2 separate regions of the Rattus norvegicus genome follow, and region 1 is linked to region 2. The links are chromatin contacts, called in public Hi-C maps. All regions are on one chromosome and are shown on one strand. The core of a region is the stretch at or near the end of the contact, and the rest is flanking DNA. Distances in the headings are between cores, read along the strand shown.

Evidence for each region. A called contact is a pair of places that touch in the nucleus more often than the background predicts.
Region 1: a contact with region 2 is called in a Hi-C map of the Rat2 cell line, with 3 times the contacts expected there. The contact joins two enhancer-like sites. A contact is called at or near these places in 2 of 12 Hi-C or Micro-C datasets (the Rat2 cell line and mammary epithelial cells).

Annotation. Positions count from the first base shown.
Region 1 is chr18:50,273,631-50,277,650 of GRCr8, forward strand. No RefSeq gene overlaps it. Among named protein-coding and RNA genes, the nearest start is that of Rpl15l3, 190 kb to the right of the region's middle. Within about 2 kb of position 2,526, at least 44 of the 93 cell types and tissues checked have an H3K27ac peak or open chromatin away from gene starts, as enhancers often do.
Region 2 is chr18:49,622,673-49,626,423 of GRCr8, forward strand. No RefSeq gene overlaps it. Among named protein-coding and RNA genes, the nearest start is that of Csnk1g3, 130 kb to the left of the region's middle. Within about 2 kb of position 2,124, at least 23 of the 93 cell types and tissues checked have an H3K27ac peak or open chromatin away from gene starts, as enhancers often do.

The DNA.
Region 1 (4,020 bases), core at 1,276-3,775, 650 kb after region 2:
TTTGCTCTTCTTTTTATCCCCCACAGAATGTTTAGAAGTTTGTCAAGCATTGTATAAATCTGAAACATCAAACACTAACTCCAAGCTTGTAAACTTCCTCTCTGCTGAGATGGCAACAGTGTTGTCAACTCTAGGCTTGACCACAAAATATTCCCTCAGTGAAATAACCCCAGCCGCTAAAAAGAAGAGTGCCAAGATTTAGCTCCAACTGCTCTCTCAGCCTCCATGGAGGCTTAGTCAAGCTACAAGATCAGAACAGATAAATGTACCTTCAACGTCTGAGCACCCTAGGATTTTCTGAAGTCTTATGGTATCCTCTTACTTGGTACCAGTCAGAGATGGGCATAGGGCACTACAGGATATCAGAGGGATTTTCATGATCCTCTATTTCCTCCCATCCTGGCACATGTGCTGCCCAGTATGACCAGCTCTGTGAGCCCACCAGCCCCCTCATTAGCTCTGCCCTTCTCAGCATGCCTCCCATATTCTTGACCACTGGAACCAAGCAAAAGCATCCTGTGGGAAAAAAAGGTCTCCGCAAACCTGCACAGGTGGGATGTAGAATCAAATGTGGAAACTTCATATCTAAACAGAATCTGACATACATTTATACAGAGAAATACAGAGGAATATTAAAATAGGCTTCCCCAGAGATGGCCTGCTGCAAGTTTAAGAGAGTTCCTGAATGTGTTTATAGCGTCTGACCTCAGGAGGACCATGAACCTGGGCGGCAAAATGCCAAGCCTGAATCTGTACAGCCGGGCCTGCTATGATGCTATGAAGCCACCCTGAAGAGAGAAGGAACACGCAGCTGCCTCAATCCTCACAGAGAGCTCAGTCACCTTTCTTTCTAATCTGACGTTACGACAGGAGGAGCAGATTTGATCTCATGTCACAGCTTCCTGATTCACTGTGTGGAGCTTCTTGTGTCAGATGCAATTTCAGGGCTTTGTCTGCAACAGAAAACCAAATCTCACCTTTGCAGATGATAAGGTTGAGAACCAGCTCCTTTCTTTCTCTGGATTTGACTGAACCTGGCAACGAAATGGAGTTTCTACCAGGCTGCTGTGGGTCAACTCCCTTCAGGGTTAAAACTCTAGGTTCAGAAGAGCTGTTCCGAGTCCTTTCTACTTCTACAGTGTGGGATCAGCTAAGCTGAGGGCTAAGGGTAGCCTAGGTTGAGAGCCCAGGCAAGCTGTGGTCCTTGCCTCTCCCCCCCTTCTCCTTCTACAGTCCAACTTAGCATACCCCTTACCCATACTGCCAAGCTTGTTCCCACTTCTTTCCTGTTTCCACATCCTACGTATTATGTACCTTGAAGCTTAGGGTTTGAAATGAATGACTCTTAAGAACAATCTCTAATAAAGCAACTGATCTCAGGGAAAGTCTTAATAGCACAGGCAGCTTAACCCTGGCATTCCTAACTTCCATTTTTCCTCTAGATTCACATTTAGGAGACAGCAATGCTTTGTGCTGAACTCTGAGGCTGCCGAAGTCATTCTCAAATACTAAAAAGGCTTCTAGGGAAGTTTCGCCACCATGGCGCCTACTGTTTGTCCATACAATCATGCTACCAGCAAACCAATAGCCCCTCTATATATTCTATAGACACTTGCAAATATTCGTTTGTCTGCTTGTTTTAATGTGGATGTGTGTGTGTGTGTGTGTGTGTGTGTGTGAGTGTGTGTGTGTACTTATCTGTATGTGTACCATGTAGTTCAGTGTTTAAATAAACCAGAAGAGGGAATATAGCCCCCCCGCCCCCGTAGATGTACTTAGAGCCACTTGGCTTGGGTGTTGGTAACTGAACCTCAGTCTTCTGAAAAGGAAGCAAGTGCTCGTAACCGACCAGCCATTTCTCCAGCTTCAAAACTTGCATTTATTTTGCCACTGTGGGAAGCATTATCAGTTCTGATTCAAGGCAGATTCCTGACAAAAGGGTTTATGACAAGCAGATTGTAAAACTGGTTGATCCAAGCACTGTGTTTCTGGGATATTTCCTAAGCCAAAACCTCCAGGGCAGCAGGGCCCGCTAATTGCTCTTTTGCGGCAGTGACCTTTTCAACCAGACAATGCCTGGACCAGTTCCATGTTGACAGCTCTCCTCTGCCATCACAGTACTGGCAGGGAGAGCAGTACTGGGTGGTACTGAATACAGTTGTGTCTCGTGTTTGTGCCCACCTCACCCCACTGCCCAAAGCCACAACTGAGAGACAGGGGCACCTGTTCTATTCACTTTGTTCTTTTGGATTCCAACAGGAATCTAAGCCAGAGAGATTGGGAGCACGTTAGGACATATTGGCAAGACCTTTAGTGGGAATATTTATTTTCAAGTGGAAATAGTAGGGGAAAGATACAGACACATCTAATTCAACACTAAATCCTCAAGGCTCATGGTTTGAGTTGAAGGTCTGCATGTGTGGTTGCTGCCTGGTTGACCTTGGGTCACTACTGATCTGTGCTCACAAGCTCACTGACTTTTACATATGCAAATCCACTTTGATTATTCTGATCCAGGCAACAATACCTGTGGCTGTCACCCAAAGTTACCATGGAGATTAGCAGATGTTGGCACTTTACAGAGGACTTTCCTGAACCAGGAGTTTGTCACAGATAAGAAAAAAAAATCTGAATAGAACACTAGTTGAAATGACCTCATAAGTCTCTAATGCCATACACATGTTGGAAAAAAATGGTGGCAGGGCAAAAGCAGTCACCAGCTGTGCACGGCAAGAGAGGTGGGGGCAAAGCCACTGACACCACCTCAGGACTCTCTGTCTTCAATGAGACGTTCTGGTTTGTCTATTGAGTCACCACCTAGAGCTTAATGGGAAAATATCCATTGTCCAAAAGGGTGGTAGAAAAGAGGAAATGACATATATTCCCATGTACCCCCACCACCCTGGAAACTACTCAGCATATTTTGATGGAACCAGAAAATGTGCCAAAGGGAAAGATGGGATTTAAGAGAATTTTTAGAGAAGAACTAAACAGTACCTAAAGTCCTGAGCCAAGTTCCCCAGCGGGGCAGCCATGGGGGTAGGTCACTTCTCCATGGTTATGGTCATCTGGTTTTTTTGTTTTGTTTTGTTTTTTGTTTTTACCAACAATTTTGTATCAAAACTGTAAGCTTCAAATAACTCATTACTGCCTTCATAACCCGCACAGCTTACCTAATCCTCTTTTACTGAAGTTATGCAAAATACACTTACTCCATAAATGTGTTGAGCATTGTAGAGGTCACAAGCAGGCCTTTGCTCTCTATTTAAAGAACTGCCAAAATAAATACAAGAAAATTTAAAGGGAATTCAGCTGTGAATTGGAGTAACTGTATTTTGAGAAACAGTAAGTATGAAAGTTACCTAAGACTGTGATTCTGTCTACAGAAGTGGCTTGAAGGCTATACTCATGCTTGTGTGTTTGGGAACAGAAATGAGAACAGGATTTTCATGTGTTTAAGCCACAGAAGTCTGGGTCCGGATCAGAGGATTTCCAGAAACCTTCCTTTGAATGTTCTAGCTTTCTTTATCCTCCATGGGGACAATGTGTGTGTTTCAACGCTATTCATGGCAGTACAAACTCAGTGCTGGTGTGAATACTTAAGCAAAATCTCCCCAGAGAATTAAAGAGCATTATTTCTAATCCCTATTGGGCACCTCATGCCGACATCAACTAGCCAGAACTTGATGATGGAATGAAGTTCTTAATAGACTTTTCGTCAACAAAAGAAGTTATTTTCTCTGTGGAATTCTGTGAATGAGTCAGTCAGAGTTACCCTCTGAGTTCTGGTATGGCTACCACAATGACTAACAATGAGGTGATGTACTTTTAAGAGAAATAGTAGAATTTTCATAATTTCTCAGCCAAGTCTCTGAAATGTATTATTGGATTGCTCAGTTAAACATTCAGTTGTCTTCACTTAAAAGGGGTGAAGGCACTGGATTTACTGCTGTCAGAAGGAGATTTTCCTCAGTAAAATGTCAGGATTTAATTCCATGTAGGCCAACGGGCTGTCATTTT
Region 2 (3,751 bases), core at 874-3,373:
GGTAGGATCATGGAGTTGGCCCCAGGGCCGAGGAAGGCTCCCTTGTTTTCGTCCTAGCTTTGGAATGGTAAGAAAAGTACTCCACTCAGTTTCTCACTCAGCTGAAGTAGTTCTTTAAACTATAAACTTATAGACATTTTCTCAAGGGATTGTGTGGGGATTTACATGCCTGGTGTGTGTCTTCAGGAAATTCTTACTTCTATCTAGAAGCAAGAGAACACGTAAGATTCTGATTTTGAGGGACTTCCTTGTGGGTGGTCTGTTGACTATCCTTTGACACATCCCGTCTGGGAACTTCATAACCTGCTCATCTTCCTAAAATTCTCCAGATGACAGAACGAATATCTAAAGTGTTCACTGAGCAATGCTGTGCTGTTTAATTACCTGTGCCATTTAGCATGTCCTTGAGAAAGCCTTCTAGTGTGGGTTCAATGCTTCTGTATCTGCCATTATGTAAATGAAAGAAACAACTAATTTTTCAAGAAGACCGTTAAAGTCTGTTGACTAAGAAGTATTGCATGGGCTCTGGGGAGGTGACTTGGAGATTAAGCGCGTTTGCTGCTTTTGCAAAGGACCTGGGCTCCATTCCCAGAAGCCACATGGCAGCTTGCTCTAGGGCATCAGAAGTCCCCTTCAGGTCTCTGCAGGCATCAGGCACACATGGCATACACATACACAGGCAAAATACTCATATGTGTAAAATAAAAATAAATAAACTATTTACAAAGTGTTACTTTTAATGATTCTTTCCTGTGTATCATACTTTTCTTTCCTGCTAGGGAAAGTAGGAGTGAATTAATATGATAACTAATCTTTGAGACACATAGTTGTTTAATAAGCTGGAAACCTGCACCTTCCAAACTCTAACATCTTGTTGGGATCATTTTTCACTCAACCATGACCTACCTACTTCAGAGGTCTACGCCACCAATGGTGAAAATCATAAAGACCAAATGTCTGAATTCGGTGCTGAGACCATCACAGAAATTTATTTTTAATATCAGAAAATAGAGTTCAACAGTTTACTATTAAATCATCCATGGTCGATGTCACCAGCCTATGACAACGTAGTAGACAGTCTTGAGATGCAGGCATACCATTTATCACTAGGCAGCTTGTAGAATTTTGTTATTATTGTTGTTGTTGTTTTTGTTTTTAGTCTCTGTGGGTTACTGTAACCTGCGGGCCAGCTGAGAAAAAATTAGCAGCTGCATTTGGCCCCTGTTTATGATTTAAAAAAAATATGTGCCGAAGTGCAAATAATATTCACAGTGAATTTAAAGGTATTAGCAATGTAGTTGGTAGCTTTAGTGCTGTTAGGACAACTCTCTGCGTGTCCACTTGATGGCAGCGTGTACTATGTGCTAGCACCGAACTTCTCTTTGTTTTTTTTTTTTTTTTTTTTTTTTTTTTATCTTTCCTTTACGTTGTTCAGCCTCGTTTAACATTGGTGGTGGAAGAGATTGATGGCAATGCAAATGTATTTATAACCACGAGAGATAGTCGCCTTCCACCCCAATTAGCCTTTGCATTGATTTAGTGAGGAAAAACATCTATTACCGAGAAAGTCTTACAGATTAGTGTTGCATTATTTCGCTACAGTTGAAATATCTGCAGGAAAAGTGATCTCACAGATCTCACTTTAATCTAACCAAAACGTATTTTCCCAATAATTAAAAACATAAAGAGATTTATCATTTGAGAGTGCTACTCTAGCTCAGTCCTCCTCACCACCGTGTTCCCCTTAAAGCCACAGACTCAGCTATTTGAATATATTTTTAATAATGAGCTTGTGATATATTTTAGATCTTTAAAAAGAGATTTATTCATGAGCTGTTGCTTGCACAGAGCCATTGATCTACCAAAAAAAAAGAAAAGAAAAGAAAAGAAAAATCTCATTTCTCAACTTCTTTGTGAGAATATAATTATGATCTGAACTAAAGTCTTTTTATTTTTTAATATAAAAAGCGTCTCTGCCTTTTGAAATACCCTTTTGTACCCCCAAAAGAATGGAGCTGAAGTGGAGACACTTCCTGCAGAGAAAAATCTGCCAATAAGGATCCCAAAAACAAGCCGCCAAGCGCCCTCTGAGGGAGGGCCGCCTAGACTCCTGTTTGAGATTTACATGGAGCAAATTGGGAGAGATTTACAAGACAGTTACCGGTTAGTGCTTTTGGCTGGAAAGAAGGGAATAGGGTTTTGTTTGTTTTTTAACCAGCCCCTCTCCTCTCCTGGCCTCCGTTTGTCTTAAAAAATAACGGCACTTGGAAAACTTTGGGCGGCTCTTCTGTTATTTTGAGCCGCTGGGGAAGAAGATTCCTGTGATTCATTGCCATTTTCTGTGTCAGAGCAAGGTGAAGACACGCAGCAGCAGCCGGGTTGTAAGGGAAGCACTGCCCGGCCGCCAGGGCTGCCCTAGTGGTAAGAAAGTAACACGGGGAGCCTCAGCGGCCAGCTTAGATAAATACCTTCCAGGCTGTGTATACATATTCTGGGGGCGGAGACTCCGGGGCTGCTGTTTTTGCAAGCTCAACTCTGTTTTTCCTGGGCTTTGTATATATTTACTCACACACAATTGTACATTTCCTTCTGTTTATATATACTTGGGTATTCTGGGCCTGTGTGAGGGAGACTTATGTTCCACACATATTTTTCCTATAGCTCATCTCATGCTAGCTTAAAAAAATGTCTTTATAACAAAGGTAATTCAAGATTACTGTAGAAACCTTAGAGAAGGTGAATCCACGGTAAGAAAATAGCAGAATATAGTATGTAATGGGGCAGTTGCTTAAGTCTTACAGGCTTCCATTTACATAAGTGTGTGAATATATATATTATATATATGTACGAGTGTATACTCATTGGATCATATATTAGTTTTATACATGAGTTTTGTATAAGTGTTCCCAAGTCACATGGGCACAATATCTATTGCTACAAAATCTACTGTTTCTTTTCTAATGAAGCACACTTCCACATCTTATGTGGACTTACCTGGTTTCATCCCCTAGGAAAGAAACCTTAAAATGGTGCTGCTACAGTCAACCCCTGGGCTTGATTGTACACATATGAAAATGTATTCAGCGGACCCGACTCCAGATGGCCCGAGGACAACAGGGGACTATTTTCAAACTTGTATGGGAAGTTTAAATCTTGATTTGACAGGCATAATTGTTGATATGTTCAGTCTCAGACTGAAATCAATAGGGAAAAGGACCTAAGGTCCTTGGCAGATCTTCCAGGCTGGAGCAGAGACTGTCTGTGGAGCCTGTGAAAGCCACCAGCATGGCAAGGGATGCTTACGTGACAGCTGCAAAGAGTGGGTATCCCTTTGGAGGGGGGATCTTAGTTTTCAATTTCCTTGGTGCTCTAAAATGGACTCCTACAGCAAAGTCTTCCCCACTGGCCATGAAAGAAACTAAGAATTCATACAAACGCCAACTGCAAAGTAGAAGCAAGCCAGGAGGGTTAACGCAGCCCTTCCCCCAGCTCCGAGGGTGTGTGGGTGTGTGCATGTATGCGCACAGCCACACGTGTTCATGAATCCTGGGGTCTCTTGTTAGTCCAGACCAATCAAAGTCAGGCTCCGGGAACTTGATTCTGTATCCTGGGCCTCCTGATTTGGGGAACCTCATCTTACTGTGGCAAAGCCTACTCCATTGTGCTCATCTGGGACTCATTTAAGGCAGAGCAAAAACGCCTCAGAAAAGGGAAGGAAGCGAAGATTTGTTAGTGGTTTGATCTGGTGTTA